2 separate regions of the Gossypium hirsutum genome follow, and region 1 is linked to region 2. Evidence: chromatin contacts called from public Hi-C data. All regions are on one chromosome and are shown on one strand. Each heading gives the region's core, a stretch centred on a gene start, on an enhancer-like site or on the middle of the called end of the contact. The rest is flanking DNA. Distances are from core to core; before and after follow the strand shown. Region 1 has its middle 12 kb from the start of LOC107937944. Region 2 holds the start of LOC107937965 (glycoprotein 3-alpha-L-fucosyltransferase A).

Region 1 (5,062 bases), core at 1,564-4,063, 41 kb after region 2:
CCTGCTTTCAAACGATGAGAAGGATGAACTCATTACTCCCCTTCCTAAACCTTCAACCAACAAATAAACCAAAAGTGAGAATTGACTTTTAAAGTTCAAATAGAACAACAAACCGACAAGAAAAAAATCAACTCTATGTTGGTCCTAAACCTGTTAAAAGTAAACCCAAAATAATAAAAACAACCCTAAGTTTGAGGAAAAACAACAACCACAATTAAATATGAATCCAAGAAAAAGGAACACCTTACCCACTTTCGATTGAAGAAGAAATCAGGTTTGTAGTTGAAAGGGTGTTTTCGAATGAACCCGATTTTAGAACCTTTTTTTTATCCTGTTTTAGCTTCTTATTTCAACAAGAAAAAAAAGATGGCAGTTTTAATTTTAGGGTTTAAATGATTTTAATTAGTTTAAATCTTAAAAAAATGTTTATTCCACATCAAGTTGTGATGAATTTCCAAAAATAAAAATAAAATGTGCTAGAGAAGCCGACAACAAAATCATTCCTAAAATCACTTGTAAAACCAAGATGACATGCATACGCAAAACTAAAAAATGTGCTATAAGAGCAGACAAAAACTTCTAAATCTGAAGACTTATTAAACAATGGAAAAACAAACAACAAAACATATAAAACTTAAGACAACATGAGTCTAAATAGACACGTGAATTCATTTATTATTTTAAAATACTCTCAAAACAGAAACAAATTAAGAAATTGACGAAGAGCCACCCACTTTCCAAGAAAAATTACTGGTGGCCGGTGGAGTTATAGCGAACGATATGCACCGCCACCTGTTTATCACAACTTGTAAAAGCAACAAAGATACCCACAAAATAGATCTGCAAACTGAAAAGAGAAAATACATGTGTAGTGAATGAGAAAAAAAAGAAAGAAAGAAAGAAAAGAAGGTAATACCGCCGCTGAGCAAAACAAAAGATAAAAAACTATAGATTTAGAGAAAGAAGAGAAAAGTTTTAACTACATTTTTAATTTTAAAATGTCAATTTGAAGAGAATACTAAAAGGAAATAATTTTCATAATTTAATTAAATATAGAATTATATTATATTATAAGTGTGACACCTGTCACAAATTTAACTAACCTAAATGTGATTTTTACCTTATTTGTATGAAGATTATACTAGCTTGTTAGTTGTTACCTATGCGATGCAGTAACTAGTTTTATTTATTTTTAAATAAAAGAAATATTATCTTATAATTTAATATTTTTTGATACATATAATTTAATATTATTAATAAATTTTATGGATAAATCTCAAAATTATATATGAATTATGGTTTAATGTGCAATCATATACATAAATTTTTACTTTATGCAATTTTATACATGAAACTTTAATTTGATCTAATTTTTGTAAACCATTAACACAATTATTGATACAACATCATTGTATGTTTATATATTGCATATATAAATAATTATATTTATCCAATATAATAATAAATTGATGTATTTATTTCTCTAAATGCATATAATTAAATTAAAATTAAAGTGTCAAGCATATATTTGAACCATAATTAGAATTTTACGTGTATAATTGCACCAAATTAAAGTTTATTTATAAAATTATAGATTAAATCAAAGTTCATATATAATTTTGAGATTTATCTCTAAATTTTAATATAACAAAAAAGAAATTATGAATATTATCAAATTGTAATATAAGTATAGCAAAACATTTAAAATAAAACTTAATAAAAAAAAGAAAATAAAATAGAAATAAAATTATTATTTAATCATAATATAAGAAATAGGTATGATTTGAAAACAAATTAAAATTAATTTATTTTAATGATCAAAATAAATTTAAATTTTAAATGATCAAAAATATTTAATATTTATTTATTTAAATTTTCAAATTTATATTAATTTATTTAATTCATATTATCTTAAAATATATATATACTTTAAAGTTAAAAAATAAATTCAAATACTAAAATTATATGCCATAGAATAGTTTTTTTTTTTCTACATGTGTTGTAAAAATATACAAAGTGTAAGAAAGTAAATTATTAACAAATTTTCATTAAATATATATTTATATTAATAAAAATTATATATTATAAAATTATTTTCATTTTTGTAAAGCTAAACTCTAATTCTAGATTTATAATTTTAAAACTTTACACTATTTAATGGTAATTAAAATTATATAAATGAGTTTTTTATAAAATGTATAAACAGTTAAAATTTAAAATAAATAAATTAAAATCAATATCTTTTTTAAAAATTTGAAGTTATAAAATTATAAAAATAAAACATATATTTCATTTAAATTTATTAATAAACAGAAGTTGAGAAAATAAATTAAGATATATTATCCTAAAAACTATCTTAATAAAATTTTAAATTATTAATTAACTTAATTAAAATATTTAATAAAATGAAAATTGACAACAACAAAAAAAAAAAAACTTTATTGAGCAATCATAAGATGTTTTAAATACTTTATGTGCATGAAAATAATTATGAATTAAAATTTTAATAGGAACATATATATAAAGATAAAGATATTTTGAAAGGATAATATGATTAGAAAGGTATAAAAATAAAATTTTAAAATTATAGAAATTAAATAGATAAAAAATAATTTAAAAACTATACACCACCTATTGGAAATTGGATAGTGTACATTATTCAAAATAAAATTTAGGTGTGAATTTGGATAACACAGTTAAAATCATATATTTATAATAAATGGTGTTTTCCACGTGATCAACGTGGGCAGAAGACAACAATTAAACCTAAGTAATGAATCACATGTTGACATCATCACTAAGTATTTTTAAAATTTACATATTAAATCAAAACCCAACCCAACCCATTCTTTTCATTTCAAATCAATTTGTTGGGCCCAACCCTAAGTTAGTGCTTCTTCCACACCTTTTATGGCAAGCCTTTATTATTGTTATAATTTTTAATTTAATCCATCCAACCATGAGTTCAATTATTATAAAATAAAAATTTAAGTTAATTGTATCAAATGTGAACTTGAATTTTAAAGTATTCTAATTAAATTCTTAAACTATCAATGATATATCAATTAGGTCCTTTCATAATTAAAATAGTTAACTTAACTATTTCATATTTTATTTACAATAAAAAATTAAGAGAAATAAAATGTTAAAATGAAATAATAAGAAATAAAAAAGTAAATAAAAGAAAATTAAAACTTTTACAAAAATTTCAAGGTTTTTCTAAATTTAATATTTACATATAAAAGTTATTCTTCATATTTATCTGATGTGTCATTTTATAATTTGAAATCCCAAAAATACGAGTAAGCAAGAGGTTGGCGAAACAGAAAACAAAACAGGATCACATCAAGCACACCCATACTTATCACATAAGCAAATAAACACAACATACTCAAGCAAATGACACCATCCCCAACCTAAACCCCATATCCAACCAAACCAATACAAAAAAAAAAGAAAAGAAACGCAGAAGGCTTAGCAGCACCCCAAAACAGTCTTGAAAAACACCTCAGCAACCCCAAAAACTCAATTAAAATCAATAATAAAATCACAACCCAAGACTAAGAAAAATAATAAAACATTCTTTGGTCACCAAGAAACCTTTGTTACCATGTGAATTGTCATAAGAAAACAAAAATCCAAATCAAATTTGTTACAAGCTCAATTTGCCCGGCCCAAATAAATTAAATCCACCCCAAACTAAACTAAAAAAACCAAACCCAACTAAGCCCAATTTCAAACCCTAGCCCAATATCTAAAACAAAAAAACAAAAAAGAAAAGAAACCCTAGCCTAGCTGGCCGCCGCCCCTATGGTCTGTCACCACCACCTGCCACCACCCTTCTGACACCTCTAACGCTGTCTCAGCACCGCTCCAACTGTTCCTGCAAGAGGAACACGCAAACAACAGTGAAAATAATAGGAAATATATGTAAAATGGCTTTAAAAAGCCAGGAAAAAAATCAGTTTGGGGATTCAGCAATTTTGCACAAATACAAACATTCAATTTTAAAAGCAAAAACGAGAATAGCAATTCCATTGATAAAAAGCACGAGTATAACACCGAATCAGGGAACCAAAAATACCAAAATCAAAAGCAAATACCTAAGGTGATTTTTTTATCTTTATTTTTTTCGAATCTATTGATTTGCATGAATATATATTTTTATTATAAATACATATAAAAAATATAAGAAAAGATAAAAATAAAAATACCTTTTTTCGAATTTTCGGCCACCGTGTACGGTGGCCGGCGGCGACCTTCCTGGCCGGAGTTGGGCCTATCTCAGAGAGAATTCTCTCCTCTCTCTCCCCTTTTTTTTTCCTCAGGCTAATAAATGATTTTTTTCTCAAAAACATGACTTTTATAGCCCCCTAAAATGACATCGTTTTGGGGCTGGTCATTAGCACCCAAAACGACGTCGTTTTGAGCATACCCGATCCGTTCGATCCGAACCCGCCTCAGGATCCGCGTGTTTTTTACTTAATGGTCTATTTGCACATTAGGCCCTTCCGCTTTTTTATGTTCTGCAATCAAGTTTCTATTTATTTTAATTTGGCCCCGAAATTCATTATGCTCTGCAATTTGGTCTCCCGTGCTGCGCTGCGTTTTGAAGGGAAGGAATAATTTCTGTTTCAGTCCTTCCAGATTACGCGCGTGTTGCATTTTGATCCTTTTCCCTTTATTTCTTTTAAATTTGTCCCAAAACTCTGTTTTTAGTTCGATTTTAGTCATTTCTTGTTTATTTTCGTTTCTTTATTAAATATTATTATTTCTAATATTATTAATATTATCACTATTATTATATATTAGTGTATATTTTTATTATCTATGACATATATTTTTTATTTTTAATTAATTTCAATAAATAAGGCAACGTACCGATTTTAACACTAGGTCGCTGATTTCATCGCTATGTTGGGTGAATATTATTGGCTCGTGTTAAAAACGAGACGTCCTTCTAAAAAAACCAAAAATTTCCAATTCTCGTATTTTAATCGAATCGCGATTAAATATTAAATTAATCTTGTATTTTGAGAATTAAGACAACGCGTGTTTAACA
Region 2 (4,888 bases), core at 1,654-4,153:
TTAGCCTCTCAATTGAGGCAAGCTATTTATTATCATTTTTCTCCAATTTTAATGTAAGCTGTTTATTATCAATTTAGATGCAAATTTACCTAATTTCAAATTAAACATGCAGAACAAATATTTAAATAAAGAAATGGAATAGAGAAATTGATCCGTTCTGATATCGAGTTGTGCGTGAAAGCCGTAATTCATTTGATAGTTGCGAAAATAATGTTGATTGCAATTGAAAACCAAAAATAAATTTATAAAAATTAAATAAATGAAACCTTGGATCCAAATACAAGAAGAAAAATTATGTTTTTGAAATAAAATACTAAATTGAAAATAAACTGAAATTAAAATTAAATCTTAAAAATATACTTTAAAAACGGCTCTCTAAATGGCCTCTTTAACTTAGGCTAAGTATGAATATATATAGCAATGTGTTCTGCCCTAACTAGGTCATTTACAAGTCATAAGGCTGAATAAAATGTGTCATGCAAACAAAAACACCTTTGACTTAAAATTGTCCTTCATTATTCTGGTGTCGCGACACCACAGGACTAGTGTCGTGACATTGAACTTCACGAGGGACTTCTTTAGTTTTGAAATGCGATGTTGCGACACCACATGCTGGTGTCATGACATTGTCGTTTTCTTTAATGTTCTTGGCCTAAAAATGGTGTTCTGCACACTAAATCGACTTATTAGTCCTTCCCTAGGCCCATATATTAGCCCATTAAGTCATTACATTACCAAAATATGCGTAAAACACTTATTTTACTAAAATTAAACACAACCTACTAAAATTAGAAAACATAAAAAAATAATATAAGATGACTCAAAAACAAGCTCATTAAGTGCCAAAAATACTTGAATTTGCCACAACGAACAGTGATAGATCAACAAGTTACACATACATAGTCCATCATCCACCTAAGATTAAGGTATGTCACACTATGAATGTTACAAGTAAATAAATACACAAATGGGTTCAGGAATTATTCTACTTGGGTCTTGTTCGATGTACTGCCAGTCTAGTCAATCACATTTATGTCTCTATCTTTTGATAGTTATTCATTTCGATGTATAAGATAAAGAATCTCCCCAATGAGATTTGATAGATGACATATCAACCTTTTAATCGATTTGATTATTTTCGATTAGACTAAGGACATGTTTAAGTTCATCTACTAACATAAGTTCTATTTTCGTAATACGATCTGACCACGTAATATCGCTTAGTATTAGTTAAATATTAGACAACTAGTGAGATAATATTTGTTTTTATTTTGCTTTACATGCAAAAATTATTAAAGACATAAGGAAATCGAACTGCATAAACAATCTTCGTGTACCTTGTTGTTTGTTCTTTGTTTCACAGTTCTTGGAGAAGTGCCAACTTTCTAATCACTTCTGTCAAAACTTAGCTTAGTACTTAGCAATTGCTTTCAAGTTAACAATTTGTATCAAAACCTACCATTTAAAGTTGTAATACCCCTCAATCGACTCTTTTTTTAATGTTTGTTTCAGTTCTCTAGATAGTGATTTTATTTCCCGAAAGGCAGTTATGGCTGGAGGTAGCTTAAACATTTTTATGGGTTGTTGTGGCAGTGTAATTTCAACTCCCCTCTTTTAATAAAGGGTGAACTATCAAAATAGTCACTTTTATTTACCTTAAGTTACATTTTAGTCATTTATGTTTAAAATATTACATTTTAGTCACTTATATTAACATGTTATAACATCTTAATTACTAAACTATTAATTGCTGTTAACAATGTAATGGTAAGATGAGGTAACACGTTAAATCATCATATTTTAAGTTAAATTATACAATTGGTACTCATATTTTTTCGTTTTGAGCAATTTAATTTTTTTTATGTTCTTTTAATTTTCCTTTTTTTTTCATCCTCTTCTACTTCTCCCCTTATATTCTTTCCTCCTTCATCTCTTTTAATGTAATTTTCCTATGTTTTCTATTTATTAAAACTAACGGAGAAGAAGAAAAGGAAAATAAAAAAAGAAAAAGAAAATTAAATTGTTCAAAAAAATAAAAGTATAAAGACTAATTTTAACAAATGAAAAGTAAAGAAAAAATTAAAAGAACATAAAATAAAAAGATTAAATTGATCAAAACGAAAAAAAATAAGGACCAATTATATAATTTAACTTAAAATTTTTGTTTAAAATGATGATTTAACGTGCTACGTCAGCTTACCGTTACACCATTAACGACAATTAACGACCCAATGACTAAAATGTTACAACACGTTAGTGTACGTGACTAAAATGTTACATTTCAAACATAAATGACTAAAATATAATATGAGGTAAATAAAAATAACTATTTTAATAGTTTAGCCAGTAGATATAAAGAAATTGAGAGGAAGAAAATTAAGAAAAGAAATGGTTGGAAGATGCTGTAAATTGTAGTATCATATAAAGTAAAATCAAAGAGCGTCCAAAACTAATTCCACAATAATATTAAACTGAATGGGAAAGTCCAACGCCGCCTCTTAGCAACTAGACCAACCCCCGCAGACCTTTTGAAGTCTTTGCCCTAACCTTTTGGATTAATTGCACTCCATATTTTCAATGTATGATTCATATTTTATATTGGTCCTAAATTTCAAAACATTGGAATTGAACACTCAATCTATTTTTTTTATTAAATATTAGCTTAAATTTTACTTGTTTAGATATGATATATTAAAAAGATAACTTCCCTAGATTTTATTAATACTATTTATTTTAAATCATTACATTTAAATTTAGGTACACTTATTTACAATTTAATTTGCTTAATTTAGATGCTTAAACTGACCATTGACTTTGAGGACTCGTTAATAATCTTTGTGAAGGTTAGGTGATAATAGTGTAGGGACTTTTGAAGAAAATAATCCTAACATTTTTCATGTTTTTTTTCTTAGGACAAGTTCTGCTTCAGACATAGACATATAAAATCCAAAAGAACAGAAAAAGAGGAAAAGAAAATTCTTCTTGGTTCGAGTTTAATTTCACTAACGTCTTAAACATTTTAAAGCGGAAAAGGTTTACTACCTCCTTCGATTTGTTTTTTTGTCCCCTTTGTAGAGAGAGCTAGATCGAGAGAGCGAGACACAGACGAGGTCTCTTTTTTTTTTTTTTTGATGGGTATTATCTCAAATCTAAGAGGACCAAGAACCCAAGAACATGGGTTGCCCTTATCTGATAGTTTGCCATCTTCCACATCAGTTTCCAACAAGACAAAATGTTCCAATTTGATGCCTTTAGTTGTGGCCCTTGTAGTCATAGCTGAAATTGCGTTTTTGGGTCGTCTTGACATGGCCAAAAATGCTGCCTTTTTCGATTCATGGCCTGAGATGTTCTATAAATACCACCCTTCTGATGGAGCAGAGGTTGCTGGCGTTGAAAAGCTCGATATTGAAACATTGGGTGGCGATCAGAACTTGTTTAAAGAGAGCTGTGAGGAGTGGCTTGAAAGAGAAGATGGCGTGATTTATTCAAGGGATTTTGCCAAGGATCCCATCTGGGTTTCTGGTGCTGACCAGGTTTCTTCACCATTTCTTCTTCTTCTTCCTTTTTTCCTTTCTTTTTTTGAGATAAAATGATAGGATGATCAATTGTCTTTTTTTGGTCTTTGAAAGGTCGTTAGATAATTTAGCGTATTGAAACTGCACTTATCTGTTTCAAATTGGAACCTTTAGCTTTTAAGATTCTGATTTTTTTTTTCAAATCGATTTTTCTATGAAATTGTTATTCTTACACAGTTATTTGCACAATTTGACAGAATCATAGGAATTGTATTAACAATATGAATTATAGCTTTTAAGGGAAGATCATCTCCCTATAGAATTTTTTAAGGTGGTCAAAGGAACATATATAAGTTTATTTTACCTCTCCTCTATTTTTTGTTATATATAACATTAGGAGTTAACAAATGTTACTGACTGATGCTAATTCACTCTAAAATGTTCTTATCATTTTGCATATTGATATTCGTGGCTTTGGTGTTATGTAGAAGTTGAACTTTCCTTGATGACTCTGGGGAGTTTAGTCGATCTGGCTAAGTGGTTTTAGGTTTAATAAATGTTTCCTTGCGTATTCCTAACTTCCTCTTCATGGTTATGTAGGAGTGGGAAACTTGTGCTGTTAGTTGTAAGTTTGGGTTTGATCCCAGTAAGAAGCCTGATGCTGCCTTTGGTTTGCCTCAACAATCTGGAGTAGCTAGTGTGCTGCGCTCGATGGAATCGGCTTCGTACTATTCAGAGAATAATCTTGCTCAGGCACGACGGTGGGTAAGCACTATCTGTAATGACTTGGTTGCATTTGAAACTAACACGGATTTTGCCATGAATGTTGTGGGGCTTCTTTTCTGCTCATTAAGCACTTTATTTCTTTCCAATATTCTCTTTACCAAGCTTTTGCCTGCATTTCCCAGAATCTAAGCTCATAGACATGGCTACATGTGTCCTTATGTTTTCCATGATATTTAGCATGTACTTCTAATATGTTTATATAATGTTAACAGTTTGTGAGATTTTATCTAAAAGCATTCAGTAACTCCATTAGCATCTTTTTTGTAATTAAGCTGGCTTCTATTCTGGAAATGTTCGACATAAATGAACTTGACTATTGACCCTTAAACTGTTGTATGTGTGCCAGTTGTTTCACTGAATAAGTGTCCTGCAGAGCAATGCTAAAAGTGGATTCTGGTTAATGGGGAAGTTTCTGTAATGCTAAAAGTTTTTATTTTTCCTTTTCCTTTTGGATTAGGAGGGGTTATGATATTGTAATGACAACTAGCCTTTCATCGGATGTTCCTGTTGGATATTTTTCATGGGCCGAGTATGATATCATGGCACCAGTGATGCCAAAGACTGAAAAGGCCTATGCAGCTGCTTTC

What was found. Hi-C and Micro-C count contacts between places; a contact is called where the count stands out from the background.
Region 1: a Hi-C map of leaf shows a contact between it and region 2, with 2.4 times the contacts expected there. The contact joins the enhancer-like site here to the promoter of LOC107937965 in region 2. A contact is called at or near these places in 5 of 34 Hi-C or Micro-C datasets (hypocotyl and leaf).

Annotation. Positions count from the first base shown.
Region 1 is chrA12:3,362,823-3,367,884 of Gossypium_hirsutum_v2.1, forward strand. No RefSeq gene overlaps it. Among protein-coding and RNA genes, the nearest start is that of LOC107937944, 12 kb to the left of the region's middle. Within about 2 kb of position 2,814, at least 2 of the 9 cell types and tissues checked have an H3K27ac peak or open chromatin away from gene starts, as enhancers often do. A contact at or near this core is called in leaf, where this site is marked.
Region 2 is chrA12:3,322,156-3,327,043 of Gossypium_hirsutum_v2.1, forward strand. It overlaps LOC107937965 (glycoprotein 3-alpha-L-fucosyltransferase A), which reads left to right and starts at 2,904. Exons shown (of 7, transcript XM_016870983.2): 1 at 2,904-3,533; 2 at 4,116-4,276; 3 at 4,759-4,888. The coding sequence starts at 3,132.